5 separate regions of the Mus musculus genome follow, and regions 2, 3, 4 and 5 are each linked to region 1. Evidence: chromatin contacts called from public HiChIP or PLAC-seq and promoter capture Hi-C data. All regions are on one chromosome and are shown on one strand. Each heading gives the region's core, a stretch centred on a gene start, on an enhancer-like site or on the middle of the called end of the contact. The rest is flanking DNA. Distances are from core to core; before and after follow the strand shown. Region 1 holds the start of Fam222a (family with sequence similarity 222, member A). Region 2 holds the start of 4833439F03Rik (RIKEN cDNA 4833439F03 gene). Region 3 holds the start of Bicdl1 (BICD family like cargo adaptor 1). Region 4 holds the start of Sgsm1 (small G protein signaling modulator 1). Region 5 holds the start of Rab35 (RAB35, member RAS oncogene family).

Region 1 (2,700 bases), core at 201-2,700:
CAGTGATTGCTGGGATGGGCAAATGAGAGTAAGCAGGCTGTGGCTTGGGAGCTCTCTGGGCTCCATACTGTACAGGGCTGCTGCCAGAGTTCGGTGGGGAGAGGAGGGCTCTCAGCATCTCCACCTATCCCCCCTGGCCTGGTATTTGCTTAATGAGCATCTATTACACTGCTTGTCAAAGTCATCTTAAATGACAGAAGGGGAACAGCTAAGGCAGGAGTCCCAGCTGGACCATGGCCCCTTACCTTGAAGAGCAGGGGAGTTCCCTGAACTTACACAGACAGACAGACAGACAGACAGACAGACACACACACACACACCAGGAAGGTCCTGGCTCCCCTCTCTCTCTGGCTCAGGCAGGACATTCACCTTTTCAAGAGAAGCCTGTTTGAAGGCTGAAGCCCACATTTTTCTGGGGACCCTGGGAACTCCAGTTGCTGGCTGGGTACATGGTAGGGTTCATGGGGACCTCCTTTTAAGCATCCTGCTTAAAAGTAAGAGGTTGCTCTGTTTGGGAGTCTGGGAGACTCCAGACACTGCAGGAGACATAGGCAGAGTTCTGAACACCTGTCCTCAGGGGCAGGGACAGCTGGCACTGCCTGCCTCCCTCCCCCACCTCGAGTGGGGATTTAGGTCATAAGATTGCGGCCGGGGAGGACAGGGAGTTGGCCTTCACCTTCTACTACACCAAGGCATTCGGCCTTGGCCATTCTGGCTCCACTCAAAGCCAGCTGTGTTGTCACAATTCTGGTGACATCAAAGGTCGGGCAGTGATGTCACATGCAGCCCATTGGAACATGCTGTCTTTGTGAGTTATTTGTAACAATAGACACACAAATGTCTTGCCTGGAAAGACACCATCCTCAGACATGAAGTTTTGGGACTCCCTGTCTCTGAGCTCTGTCTCTTTAAGATCCCAAAGGTGGTTTTGTAGACCCCCTCCATGCTGGCCAACCCTGGCTGCCCCCAATCAATCTTTACAAAAGTACAAGATTCCCTAAGAATCTCCAGAGGACAGGGCCACCACCTTTGTTAGCTTCATGGGTGGGGTGCCTTTCCTCTGACAAATACCGATGTCAGTAGAATACCCACGAGGGTCCACAATCTCCACTCCAGCCAGTCCAAATAAGTTGTGTGGGCAGGACAAGGGTGGACAAGTAGCATTGCTGTCTCTGGGCACCCAACAACCTAGGGCCCTTTTAGGGCCAGTCCAGGTTGCCAGGTTGCGAGGAGCTGTCCCCAGCTCAAACCCAAAATTCTGCACCCCGCAACTCACCGTATCAGGCAGTCGGACGAAGGGCACCAAATCTCAGAGGCCACGACGCTCCGATCTGCGGGTTGCGGCCATGCAGGGGTGATAAAGATTGCTGGAGAAAGGCCCCCTTAGGGGGCCGATGTCTTTCTTCGTATGGAAAGGGGAGCCGTCGGTGAGGGCGATCCCTGCGTCCGGAAGCGCCGTCCGAAGTCGGAAAAAGGTTTTTTTTTCCCCCCTCTCAGTACCCGTCGCGTCCGCCTGGGACCCCGGCCGCTCGCGCGCTCAGGCGGCGCATCCTCGCAGGAGACTGTGCTCCATACGTCCGGCGGGAGGCGCTGCGCCTCCCTTCGGGGCCCGGCTCACCGCTGCAGCTCTGCCCGCGCCTCTCCCAGGGCGCCCTCTCCGTCCGCGCTGGGAGGCCGGCGGCCGCGGCCCCTCTCGCCAGCCCCAGCTGCAGCCTGTCTTTGTTGCTTCCTCTCGCTTGCCCTCCCGCCCTCGGCTTGCAGCTCCCGGCTTTGCTCAGAGGTGGAGAGTCCGTCTCCTCGGAGGGTTGCACGCACCTGCAGCGGCCCGGGCTCCTCGCCCGGCGTGCACCGGCCCCCGCAGGTTGCAGAGAGCAGCGCCGAGAATGAGCCGGCCCCTCCTCCTCCTGCTCCGAGCTCCGGGTGTGGGGGGAGGGGAAGCCGGCGAGCAGCGGCAGTGGCAGCCGCAGCGAGCGGCAGAGACTGGGATGTAGCCTCGCGGGCCTTGGCGCTGAGGACCAGCAGATCCAGCAGGCGCAGGGCAGACTCGGGGATGGAGAGCCGTGCACCCGGTATGGTGCTCGAGCGCCGCAGCAGCGGTCGGCGCACAGGTCTCTCCCGTGCCCGTGGCCCGGGACGGTTCGCGGGGCTCCCGGAGCCGCAACCTCGCGCTGCCCAGCACCCTCGCCTAGCCTCGGGCCCGGCTCTTCGCCCGGCCTGGCCGGCGCGCGCAGCCTCTTCGCAGAGCTGCCGGCCCGGCAATGCTGCCCGCTGCTCCGCTCCGGCACGACTGACAGGCGCGGGCGCCCGCTCCTGCCGCTGCGTCTCACCCCCGGTCCGCCCCCCGCGTTACGGCCCAATCAGCTGCAGCCGAGAGGCGGTTACCACGGTGACGCGGCGCCGCGTCCTCCGCGAGGCGGGGCTGGGGGCCGCCACGCGCGCTTTTCGCGGCAAAATTCAAAGGCCGGCAGGGCGGCTCTCCAACCTTTTTCCCCAAGCGGGGATGAGGCGGGTCCTGCTCCTAGAGGACTACAACTCCCGGCTTGCTGCGAGCCTAAAACAGGCGAAGGAGTCCCGATTGGAAGGGCAAGGCATGCTGGTTGTTGTAGTCCCTTTGTCGAAGACCTAAAGGGTTGAAAGCAGGTAATCCTATTCACTGAGTACCTGTTTGAGGGTAGGTACTATGCATTATTCCGTTTACTC
Region 2 (2,700 bases), core at 142-2,641, 1.4 Mb after region 1:
ATGTGATACTCGTTCATATGAATCATCCTTATGGCTCCTTGTGCCCAGCCTAGGAAAGGGGGCAGATGCTGTGCCCCCAAGTTGCCATGGCAACCCTGCTTGTACCAAAATGCAGGCACCTCAGCCCCAGACCCACCCTTGAGGGAAGCTCAGGGCAGGTCACCTGCGTCCTCCATCCTCGAGGAGAGGCAGCAGGGACTGCTGAGCGGATAAGAGGGGGAAGGAGCTTGGTGGGGGAGGCTTAGCTGCTTAGCTCCGCAAGGAGATGGAAGCCGAAGGGCGCTGCCGCTGCCGGGAGAGGGAGACAGACTGACAGCCAGCCACAGGTCCTCAGACTTCACCTGAAGCCCTGGAGGCTCGTGCGGCAGCGGCCCCTCCACCTCCCCGGGGCAGCCGCCTCCCACGTACATGCCCCCACACGCGCGCACTCACCCGCGTTCCTGCACGGTGCTGCCTGGGGTGGGTAAGCAGTCTGGCACATGAAGTCCCCGAGGGACAGCGAGCGAGCGAGTTGAGACTTAGGGGGAGAAAAAAAAACAAAACAAAAAAAAAAAAACTGGGGCTGACGCCAGCTCCCTGGGCGGCCACCTCCCGAGGCCCCTCCTGCATTCCTGGGCTGTGCACCCCTCGCCAAGACAGGGGGCTGATGTCATTCCGGGCTGCCGGGCCAGGGGACCCGGGCTGGGTGGCTGCCTCTCCGGAAGTGAGCGCGCTGCCTGCTGGGCGGCAGGTTCAGTCGGCTTCGGGTTTGGAGTCTCCAGCCTGAGGACTGGAGATCTGCCTAGTTCAGACGAGAAGAGCCTGGAGAGAGAGCTGGCCGGCGGCGGTGGGCGGTGGCTCCCAGGTGTGCATGGGAGTTCTCCCTGCATGGACGGAGGAAGTGAGTTGGGGGTGCCAGCCCCCTCGCCCAGTTCTTCACAGCCACCTGCCCCTTGACTTCATCAGGGTTGGCCCCAGGGACTAGAACTGGACGACCTGGTTGGTTGACTCTAGGCTCCTGCTGGTGACCCCCTGCTGACCCGTCCCGTCCCTGTTTCGTGACCCGCACGGATGCCTGTCGGGCGATGTTTACTTTACTTGCGCTGATGTTCTCTGCCGGGCTTCCCATCGGAGCCCAGAACTTCTCCCCAAGGACGGTCACCGACAGAAGGACCAGGACCCTGGCAGTGTCGGCCTCCTAACTGCCTCCGCCTGCCCCCTCCTCCAGGCTGGCCCTATGGAGTACCTGGGCGACAAGCTTTCAGTGGCCCAGACACACATGACTCAGTGGGTTGGCACGGTGAGGCGGTCCTTCCAGGAGGCTCTGCACTTGGTGACGGCCACGGTGGGCACCGAGCGGAGCGGGGAGTCCGCCGCTCGCACCCCGTTCAAGCGCACCTCCTCCTTCAGACACCTGGCCTCTCGGAGCCGAGAGTCCTTCCGCCGCTTCTCCGCACGCAGCCAACAGAGGTTCTCATCCCTCCGGAAGAGACAGCCAGACTCTGAGGCCCCTGATCTTGTAAGCTTGGGGATAGATGTGTGTGGTTTAAAATAGCAGGGCAACCCTGGGAAGGTCCCTTCCCTCGGACTCCTGAGAGGGGGCCAACTCGTAGAAGCCTCAGGGGAGGACTTTTCCTATCAGTGATGATGGCCTTGGGATACTGAGGGGGATGTAGGCTGGGTTGGCTGCTCTGCAGGTGCAGCACCCACTGCTTGAAGCTGGTGGGGAACGGACTCCGGGCTCCTTGTCTGTGAGCAGGGCTGTGTGGGGGTTGGGGGGGCACTGCTGTCCCCACGGCATGCCGGCATCTCTATTTTTAGGGAAGCTTACTTGACACCTGCTCTATCTCCTCTTGCCCTCCCAGGGTGACCAAGTGGTCTCATTGCCTGTGTGCTGATTTAAGGCGGTTGCCTGGTTGCCACTGTTCAAAAGTGAGACACTGAGTGACTTCCGAGGGGAGGAGCTGTAGGGGACTGGGTGGAAGGTGATGGCAGGTCCTGCCAGCCTGGGAGCTTGGACTTGTGTGAAGAGCCCGGCCATTGTGGAGCGCCCAGGCCCAGCTATTGGGTTCTATGCTGTGAGACCAGGGTAATCATAGCCAGTGAGTGTAATCTGGAGTGATATGAGGCGGGTCTGGAGACAGAACGGTGACCTCGTGGGCATGCGCAGCAAGGTGCGGGAAGTCTGGCTGGGAGAGAGAAGCAGGAAGAACACTTCCCTGCCCAACTCTTGGCAGATGGTTTCTGGGACCTCTAATGACTTCGGGGACACTAACGTCACCAACCAGAACGAAGCTTAGTTGCAGTGCCCAATGTCTTCAGATAGCTGGCCTCTGCCCTGGGCTGAGTTGTCCCAGTTTTCAGGGGCGTTCGAGGCCAGACATGGGTTCAGTTATCCCTTTTTGTCCCCAGAGCCAGTGTGGTTATGAGACAGTGTTGGGCAGGGGAATGCAGCTGTCCGCAGAGACCAGGGGACTCAGCAGGGCGCACACAGCCACTGAGCCACTAGGCAGGGGCTCACCCAGGCCAGAAGCCATGCTGTGAGGCTGATCAGGGGTGACTCCTTGTGTGGGAGTCTGCACTCCTTTGGGTCTTGAGTGCTCGCCCATTCTCCGCGAAGGAAGAGCTCGTTCTGTGTCAGCTTGTCTGTCTCCTCCTGCCCCGTTCCCCAGAATCCTCTCCAGGAACACTAGCTCTGTTCCCTGACCTCTGCCCTAGCTC
Region 3 (2,700 bases), core at 75-2,574, 1.2 Mb before region 1:
TGACTCACATAATTGTCCGCAGCCCCCTCGGACCACAGACCAGCTAGGATACCCCACCACAAGACCCAATCCAAATGGGGCTCCCGCCAGCTCCCCAAACCGAAGAGAGGCTGCGGGCTGGGGCCGCGGAGGCGAGGAAGAGGACGCGTGCCGCTGCAGAGCGCCATCAGGGGTGAGAGCGTGGGAGTCTGGAGGAGGAGGAGGCCACACCCAGAGGTGCGAGCGCGGGGGGCGTGGCCCCGGCGAAAACGAGGCAGGGGGCGTGGCCGAGCGCCAAGCTGAGGAGGAGTCGGAGAAGTGGTGGACGTAGAGCCGCACCCTTAGGTGAGCGCGCAGGGGGCGTGGCCACACCTAGAGCTGGGAACGAGGCTGAGGGCGTGGCTCCAGGCCGGGGGCGTGGCCGTCCCCACCCCCCCCCCCCACACACACACACGGGAGGGAGAGGCTCCGGCCTTTCAGGACGCGCTGAGCTTCCCCACGGGCGGCGCGCGCATCCGTCCCCGCGTCGCGTGAGGCCACGTCCGGGTTAGGCGGGCGCCACCTGGGCGCGGCCGAGGCGAGCGGAGCGTCGGCGAATCCCGCGCGGGCGCGGCGGCGAACAGGTGCCCGCGCGCGTCAGGCGCCGGCCCCCGGGGCGGGGAAGAGGGGCGCGGCCGGAAGCGCGGGGCGGGCGGGCGGAGGAGCGAGCCCGGCGGGCGAGCCGGGCGGGTTCCTCGGCCGGGTGAGCTGCGGGGCCGGGCAGGCAAGAAGGAAGGACTGCTCCGGGGCTGTGCGGCCAACGATGTCGAGCCGCCGCCTCGGCCCCTGCAGCAGCAGCAGCCGCCGTCGCCGCCGCTGCTGCCGCCGAGCCGGGGGACATGGAGCGCGGCTGCAAGGAGCGGCCGACGGCAGCAGCAGCAACGAGCGACGCAGCGACAGCGGAGCGCAGCCCTCCCCGTGAGGCGCCGGCCGGCCGGCGGCGGCGGCGACGGCGGCAGCAGAAGCAGCAGCGGCAGCAACAGGGCGGCTGAACCCCGGCCGCGGCGGCGATCCTTAGCGCGGCTTCTCCTCCCGCTCCGCACCCCGCCACCCCTCTTCAATCTCCCCTTCTGCCGCTCTTGCCCACCCCCGTCGTCCGCGTCCCGGGCGCGCGCCAGCAGCTGAGCCCCCCGGGGGCGGGGGCGCGTGTCGCCGGCGCGGGGGAGGGGCCGCCCGCCTGCCCGCCCGCGCGCGCCGCGCCCAGGGCTCGCGGGGACCCGGGGGGCGCGTGCCGCGGCGCAAGGCGAGGCGAAGCGCGGGGCGGCGCGGCGGGGCCCCTCCCCCGCCATCCCCATCCCCACCCCCCGCCTTGCAGCCTGGCGCGCGCCGGCCGGGCCGCACCGCTGCGGGCTCGGCGCGCGCGGGCCATGTCCGCCTTCTGCCTGGGCTTGGCCGGCCGAGCTTCAGCACCCGCCGAGCCGGACAGCGCCTGCTGCATGGAGCTGCCCGCTGGGGCCGGGGACGCAGTCCGGAGTCCCGCCACTGCTGCCGCCCTCGTCTCCTTCCCCGGAGGTCCCGGGGAACTGGAACTGGCCTTAGAGGAGGAGCTGGCGTTGCTGGCGGCCGGGGAGCGGTCGTCCGAGCCCGGCGAGCATCCTCAGGCGGAGCCGGAGTCTCCGGTTGAGGGGCACGGGCCGCCGCTGCCGCCGCCGCCTACCCAGGATCCCGAGCTGCTGTCGGTGATCCGCCAGAAGGAGAAGGATCTGGTGTTGGCGGCCCGACTAGGCAAGGCGCTGCTCGAGAGGAACCAGGACATGAGCCGGCAGTACGAGCAGATGCACAAGGAGCTGACGGACAAGCTAGAGGTGAGGACCTTCCGGCGGCATGGGTGGGGAGCTGGGGTGCCTGCCTGTCCTCCCCGTTTCCGTGCCTAGTCTACCTCGAAGAAGATCATCGAGAACGGGGAGGCAGGAGGGATAGTTTTCACCAGCATCAGCGCGTTCGTTGAGCCCACCTGCCTTTCCCACCCAGCTCGGATGTGAGTCCGTGCACGTCTCTCACCGTTGTGGGCCGTTCTATATATGTATTGTACACAGAGTCTAAAATAGAGCTTACAGTATGACTAATTTATACAGCACCAAGGCGATATCTGCACACAGAAATGAGAACATCGAGAAGCATTTAAAATATGCTTCAGGTGTTCGGAGAAGCAGTTAATCTCTAATCAGGGTGTTAGCCCAGAGCTTTCCAGTCCGGGCATTAAGGCCTCTGGATGCCCTTGTCTTAACTTTCTGGCAGAGAGTTGTGGGGAACAAGTGCCTCGAAAGGAGCTTTATATAGCTTTCAAATGCTTAGGGATTAGGGGATGTGGTTCCATTGCAGAAATCAGAGAAGGCAGGGCTCATCATGTGATTAGTTTGGGCTTCAGTAGCTATGTGTGTCTCAGTAGTACTTTCCTGTGTCCTGGGTCTTAGCATGTATGTTACTTTTAACCACTACTAAAAACATTTCCCCTCACCCACCCCTGTGGGAGGGTCGTTTCCTGGCAAAATGGTTCAGTGGGTAAGGTCACTTGCCCCAATTGGTTCCTCAGAACCCATGTGGGATGTCACTAGCAACGTGTCCTCCGGCCTACACACACACCCCAGTTAATAAATAATCCTAAGTACGTTTTCAAATGAGTAATATTTCTGTTAATTCCATGCAACAACATCGTCTACAACTGTGTTTATTGGGATTTTG
Region 4 (2,700 bases), core at 125-2,624, 1.3 Mb after region 1:
ATGATCCACCCGGTCCATGGCTTGAGCTATTGCTTGCTTTGTGTATGGACCTGAAGAAAATTCTCCCACGTCTTGGGCTTGACTTTCTTTGTGTGTGAGGCTCATGGGGGGGGGGGGGGGGGCTGGAGGCTCGGTAAGTTTATGCAACCAGAGCTCCGGATGTAGTAAGTCCTCAATTATATTTGTCAAGTCCTTATTTCTCATTCTGTGGCATCCTGGAGACACTAAGCACACCTCACTGGAGAGAGTGGGGGAGGAGAGAGTGGGGGGGGGTATCGTGACAGAGACACCACTGCCACACACAAGAGGGGTTCTGGTATACACACACACACACACCAGAAGAGGTCATCAGATCTCATTACAGATGGTTGTGAGCCACCATGTGGTTGCTGGGATTTGAACTCAAGACCTCTGGAAGAGCACTCAGTTCTCTTAACCGCTGAACTGTATGGATTCCTCTTCCCCAAGCATTCCCCAGCCTCCTCCTTTCCCTTCTTGCTCAGAAAGAAAACTCAGCAAGATGCCCCTTGTTCCACAAGACAGCCCCGGTCACTGGTATCTCCCCTGCATCGACTCCACGTCCCTCTAGAACCTTCCAACCCTCTATCACTTGCTCAGATGGTTTACTGTCTACCATCTGAGTGCTGCGGCAATGTGTCCATCTCCTTTGCTTCAAACTCCCAACCCTGGGACTGAGAGATCCTGGCTGAACCCTGGTTCCCAGTATAGGGGGAGCAGCAAGTGAAGAAGAGGCAGGCTTCTTCCAGATGGGGAGTCAGTGTATCTGATTAGTCTGAAAAGGGAGAAAGGGAGAAGAGAGGAGGAGGAGTAAAAAGAGGAGGAAGAGGGGGAGGGGGAAGGGAAGGGGAGGAGGGGACGGAGGAAGGGGGTATATGAAACAGCAGCAGCTACCCCGTATGAAAGCTGGCCCTTTTTTTGTTTTGTTTTGTTTTGTTTTGTTTTTTTTGTCTTGTCTATGATGAGAATTACACATCAAATATCTCGCTTGATCATCAGCTCATTCTAGAACTTATACCCACTTTATACAGGATGAGTCTAGTTTTATTGTGGCGGCAGGGCCTGGCTATGTCGCCCAGGTTGAGTCCCCTGCCTCAGTCTCCCCACTGAGGAGTCGATAGGAGTGTGCCCCGTGCCTGGCTTTGCCTCGTTTCTAAATACGCGTGGATGGACACACGGGATGTGGAGCACGGTTCCGCATCTTAGGTCACCCTAGGCAACTTGGCAAGGCCTGTCGCTAACGCCTGGAGGAGGCTGGATGCGGATGCTCTGCTGTATGCTGTCCAGGAGGCGGCGCTGAGCTTTCGTGGGTGGGGTGGGCGGGATGTCAGGTTCTGACGTCTACATCCTGGGCTGTCATTCATCCCCTGCCGGTCCCGCCCCCTCGCGGCTGCAGCAGGGCGCGGAGCGGGGACGCGTCCGGGAACCGGGCACCGACCAGCTTGAGCCATGGCTTCGGTCCCTGCGGGTAAGCACGGGCGGGCAGCGGGAGGGCGGCCAGGCCCCGCGGCCTCGGTGCCGCTCACCGCGCTTCCCTGCTTGTCCCGCAGAGGCCGAGACCCGCCAGAGGCTGCTGCGCACTGTGAAGAAGGAGGTAGGGGCGGCCACCCCAGGGTGACAGGGCCACCGCGGGCTTCTGGCTGGCGGTGGCTGTGCATGGCTAACTAGGGCGGGGGCTGGGGAGGGGTCGCTGGAAAACGGGTGTTTCAGTGCGTGGGGCCCTCTGGGTGTAGGATCGGAAGGTGTCCAGGTGGGACCTCGCGGAGGGGCAGGTTCTCATTGCTGGGGGTAGAGTAGGGTGATGCGGGGCTCCTCATTAGAGATGCGGAATATCCCCGAGGAAGATCAGGTTTTGGGAGGGGACAGGTTCAATTTTGGAACATGAAGCTATCCCCCAACCCATGTCAGATACTCAGTCCTTGGAGCCACCTCTAGGTGCCAGGGACTTTGTGCAGGAGAGCCTGTGACCTGGGCCAGGGTCACAGAGCAGGTGCCCTCCACTGATACATGGGATCAGACAGGAGTGGCTGCCTGCCTCCCCCGGGATGAAGGAAGCAGCTGAGATCCTAGCCTTACCTCGGCGTTCACAGCCAGTGACCTCCCAGGGCCGTGGGAATTGGGAGAGTTTAGAAGGCTGAGGCGACGTTTAGATGTCTGTGGGCCTGTGGTGTAGATGTATGTTGCCCAGGACATGTGCATATATGTATGTGCACCTGCCTGGAAATACCTAAGGATGATCTATATATTGTGTCTGCTTGTGCGAGTCTACGAATGTGTATTTGTGTGAATGGGTAAGATTGAGTATGTATGTGGTGTGGCATTGCCCTCCCATTTTGGCTCCGCCCTATCCTTCAGTCACCCCCACCCCCCATTCCCGTCCCTGCTGCCTTGTCTTCATCCTGGGGTTCTTATCCCAAGTCCTTGCTTGGCTGTGAATCTGTGAGCCAGGCTGGAGTCTGTCCCTTGCTTCCTGAGCATGGAGGTGTGTGTATACCTGTGGGGTGTGTGTGCGTGTGTGCGCGCGCGCGTGTGTGTGTTAGGGGTGTCACTCAGGAGGGCCTCCCTTCCTGGTGGCAGCCACCTGGGCAGTTGGAGGCCCGGACCTGTCCCCGGTTCCTTCCTCCTCTTGGGGATCGTGGGTGTGTGCCTGTGTTTGTGTCTCTGTGTGTAGCACATTCCTTT
Region 5 (2,700 bases), core at 191-2,690, 1.1 Mb before region 1:
CCAACAAGCCTATATCCTGAGTCTCAGGGGGGACACGGAGCTCTAGTTCCTTGACAATACACAGGCTCTACCACCAACTTGGCTGTCTCAAGTCACATGACCCTCTCTATCCCACACTCCAGTCTGATCTATAAACTTAGCTGCTCGCCAGCCTCCTTCCTAAAACATCACATATTCCTGGCACCTCAGCTAAGCTCCCCTAAACATCCTGGGCCTGCCTCCCTGAACTCACCATCACCCCACAGGACCTGGTCACCTGCCATACTCCAAACACCTCTAAAATGCTTCATCCTTGGCCAGAAACCAGTGTGACTCTCATTCACTGACCAAATGCATTTAAGCACTGGGTACCAGAAGCTGATCTATGAATCAGAGATGGCGCGGTACTGAAAGGTGTGTGGTGTGTGTGTGTTTGTGTACACAAAGCACTTAAAATATTGAATGAAGCACCCGGGTAAGAGAACAGCAAACACTGTCCACCTACTGTGTGCCAAACACTAGTCCCCTCATTAAGTGTGTGCTCACATCAGCCTTGGCAGGCAAATCTACCACTCCCATTCCACAGATGAGAACTGAACCTTGCTGAGACTTAGTAACAATTCTAAAGGAATGCGCTCATGGCTGTACCTGCCGCACCTCATCCAAGCGCACGGCAACCCGGAGACGGGTCCTGGAAATACCCCCATTTCACGGAGCGCTGAGTCTTCACAGGGCGACTCATGCTGCTAACACTGTGAGTTACTTAGAGGTTACTTTATGCCGGGTCAGGCGCTTTTCCCTACTTTCAGCTCACCGAATCATCCCACCGCTCAGCTTAACAAGTCCCCACTTCTCAGATGCAGGAACTGAGGCTCAAGGGAGGCGAGACAACTCGCCCAAGGTCACAGAGCGGCAAAAGCTTGCCTCCCCGGGACTCGAACCCGGCTCTCTCCAACTCCAGCGATCGCGCGACTTGACCAAGGTCACACGTGAGGCAGGAACGAGCGCCGGGGCCGTGCGTGCATCCCGCGCCCTCGGTGCCCCCCGCCCCGCCGAGGAGCCACCCCGGAGTCCCCTCGCTGCGGCCCCCCCGGGGCCTGCGACCCCGCCGAGCTCCGCGCCTCCCGCCCCGCGCGGGCCGCGCCTCCTCGCTCGCTCGCCCGCCCGCCCCGCTCGCCCGCCCGCCCCGAGGCCCCCGCGGGCCGCGCCCGGCAGGGCCCACACCGCCTCCGGCCCCTGCGGCCCTCACCGCTGTCGCCGATGATGAGCAGCTTGAAGAGGTGGTCGTAGTCCCGGGCCATGGCGGGCGGGGGCGGCGGGCGGGCGGGCGCGCGCGCGCGGGCGGGCAGGCGAGCTGGGCGGGCGGGGTCGGTCCTGGCCTCGCGATCCGCAGCTCCCTCCCGGCTGCTCCGGCAGCGGCGGATCCACTTCCCGAACAAACAGCCGGAACTGACAGAAACACCTCCCTCCGCTCCCCCACCTCCGCCTCCTCCTCCTCCTCCTCAGCAGCCGCCGCCGGTGCCGCCGCCTCCCTCCTTCCCGCCCCGCCCCGCCACTGCGCAGGCGCGGGGGCTGGAACCGCCTCTGCGCAGCCGCAGCCCCGGCCAGCCGCGCCCTCTCCGCGCACGCGCAGTGCGCTACGCTCGCCGGCCGAGGTCCGAGTGAGCTAGCGAGCGAGCGAGCGAGCGAGCGCCGTCGCTGCGGATCCCCGGGAGAACCGAACCGTTTAGCAGGGCCCGACGGAAGAGAGGTGACAACCGGCCGCAGGGCTGAAGCCTGGAGGTCAGCGCTGGGGAGGAAGTCGTCCCCCGAGCACCACGATCCCGGACGCCCGACCCCCTGGCGGAACGGGTAGCGGTTCCGGATTGGGATCCGTGGGGCGTATGCACCCTGCTCGCCAGCGCTTCTGCTCCTTCTGCCTCAGTTTTCCGGACGCAGCGCGGAGCCAGCCCCACGTTTTTTTCCAGTTGGAGCGGAAGCCCACCTGCCCGTCCCCGAGAGCTGTCGCTGCCATCGCCATCCTCCCTGCAGGTCTGCAGGGATTGCCCCATCCCTGTGGTTTTTTACTTTTTCCAGACAAGTTCTCAAGTATCCCAGGGTGGCTTCCTGACTCTCTCGAGTAGCCGAGGATAACCATATACTTCTGATCCCACCTGTACCTCCTGAGTCCTGTTTTAATGTGGTGCTGAGACTCGAACCCATGGCTTCGCAGATGCTAGGCAGACGCTTTTCGAGCTGAGCTCCACCCCCAGCCTCTTTGTCCCTGCTTCTTCTTGCCCTCCAGTGCTTTCCAGCCAAGCACCTGTTGGGGATACTGCCCACTCCTAATCTTTCCCCGTAAGAAGCAGTGCTAGTGTTTAAAACAAAACAACAACAAAATACAGACGCTTACTGAATTCAAAGTTGACATTAGTTTTCCTTTAAAGTTTCTTGGACAGCATGAAACACTTACTAGTCTAATGGATACATGTTTTCCCATACATTTCAGAGTATCTAAGCACCCATGTGCCTCTCGCAGTTCACCGGTATGCCGCCATCAATCATTTAACTGCCTCGTCACCACGTGGTACCCCCATCTGATGGTTGTACTATTCCTTAACAATTCCGCTGCTGGTAGATTTATGCAGTTCATAATTTTCTTGTTATTCAAGGTACTGCAGGTCCTTGAACAGCACACACAGTGTCTGATCTAGGCCTTGCTTGAACTCTTTATTTCCCTGA

Evidence for each region. Promoter capture Hi-C pulls out the DNA fragments that hold promoters and counts their contacts. HiChIP or PLAC-seq counts read pairs in DNA pulled down with a chosen protein or histone mark.
Region 2: a promoter capture Hi-C map of liver shows a contact between it and region 1, with 4 times the contacts expected there. The contact joins the promoter of 4833439F03Rik here to the promoter of Fam222a in region 1.
Region 3: an HNF4G HiChIP or PLAC-seq map of pancreatic cancer cells shows a contact between it and region 1. The contact joins the promoter of Bicdl1 here to the promoter of Fam222a in region 1. A contact is called at or near these places in 1 of 484 Hi-C or Micro-C datasets (embryonic stem cells) and 1 of 115 datasets of contacts at active chromatin or transcription factors (pancreatic cancer cells).
Region 4: a promoter capture Hi-C map of hippocampal neurons shows a contact between it and region 1, with 2.9 times the contacts expected there. The contact joins the promoter of Sgsm1 here to the promoter of Fam222a in region 1.
Region 5: an HNF4G HiChIP or PLAC-seq map of pancreatic cancer cells shows a contact between it and region 1. The contact joins the promoter of Rab35 here to the promoter of Fam222a in region 1. A contact is called at or near these places in 1 of 39 promoter capture datasets (pre-B cells), 1 of 484 Hi-C or Micro-C datasets (CD4 T cells) and 1 of 115 datasets of contacts at active chromatin or transcription factors (pancreatic cancer cells).

What each region holds. Positions count from the first base shown.
Region 1 is chr5:114,567,001-114,569,700 of GRCm38.p6, reverse strand. Fam222a (family with sequence similarity 222, member A) reads right to left here and starts at 1,450. Exons shown (of 3, transcript NM_001004180.1): 1 at 1,277-1,450.
Region 2 is chr5:113,136,503-113,139,202 of GRCm38.p6, reverse strand. It overlaps 4833439F03Rik (RIKEN cDNA 4833439F03 gene), which reads right to left and starts at 1,391. Exons shown (of 3, transcript NR_166693.1): 1 at 1,226-1,391; 2 at 433-863. All of the region lies in intron 6 of 2900026A02Rik (RIKEN cDNA 2900026A02 gene), which reads left to right.
Region 3 is chr5:115,730,245-115,732,944 of GRCm38.p6, reverse strand. Bicdl1 (BICD family like cargo adaptor 1) reads left to right here and starts at 1,324. Exons shown (of 9, transcript NM_001080808.2): 1 at 1,324-1,823. The coding sequence starts at 1,386.
Region 4 is chr5:113,309,460-113,312,159 of GRCm38.p6, reverse strand. It overlaps Sgsm1 (small G protein signaling modulator 1), which reads left to right and starts at 1,374. Exons shown (of 25, transcript NM_172718.3): 1 at 1,374-1,486; 2 at 1,569-1,612. The coding sequence starts at 1,468.
Region 5 is chr5:115,630,727-115,633,426 of GRCm38.p6, reverse strand. Rab35 (RAB35, member RAS oncogene family) reads right to left here and starts at 1,440. Exons shown (of 6, transcript NM_198163.1): 1 at 1,229-1,440. The coding sequence starts at 1,280. 1110006O24Rik (RIKEN cDNA 1110006O24 gene) reads left to right here and starts at 1,611. Exons shown (of 1, transcript NR_027810.1): 1 at 1,611-2,378.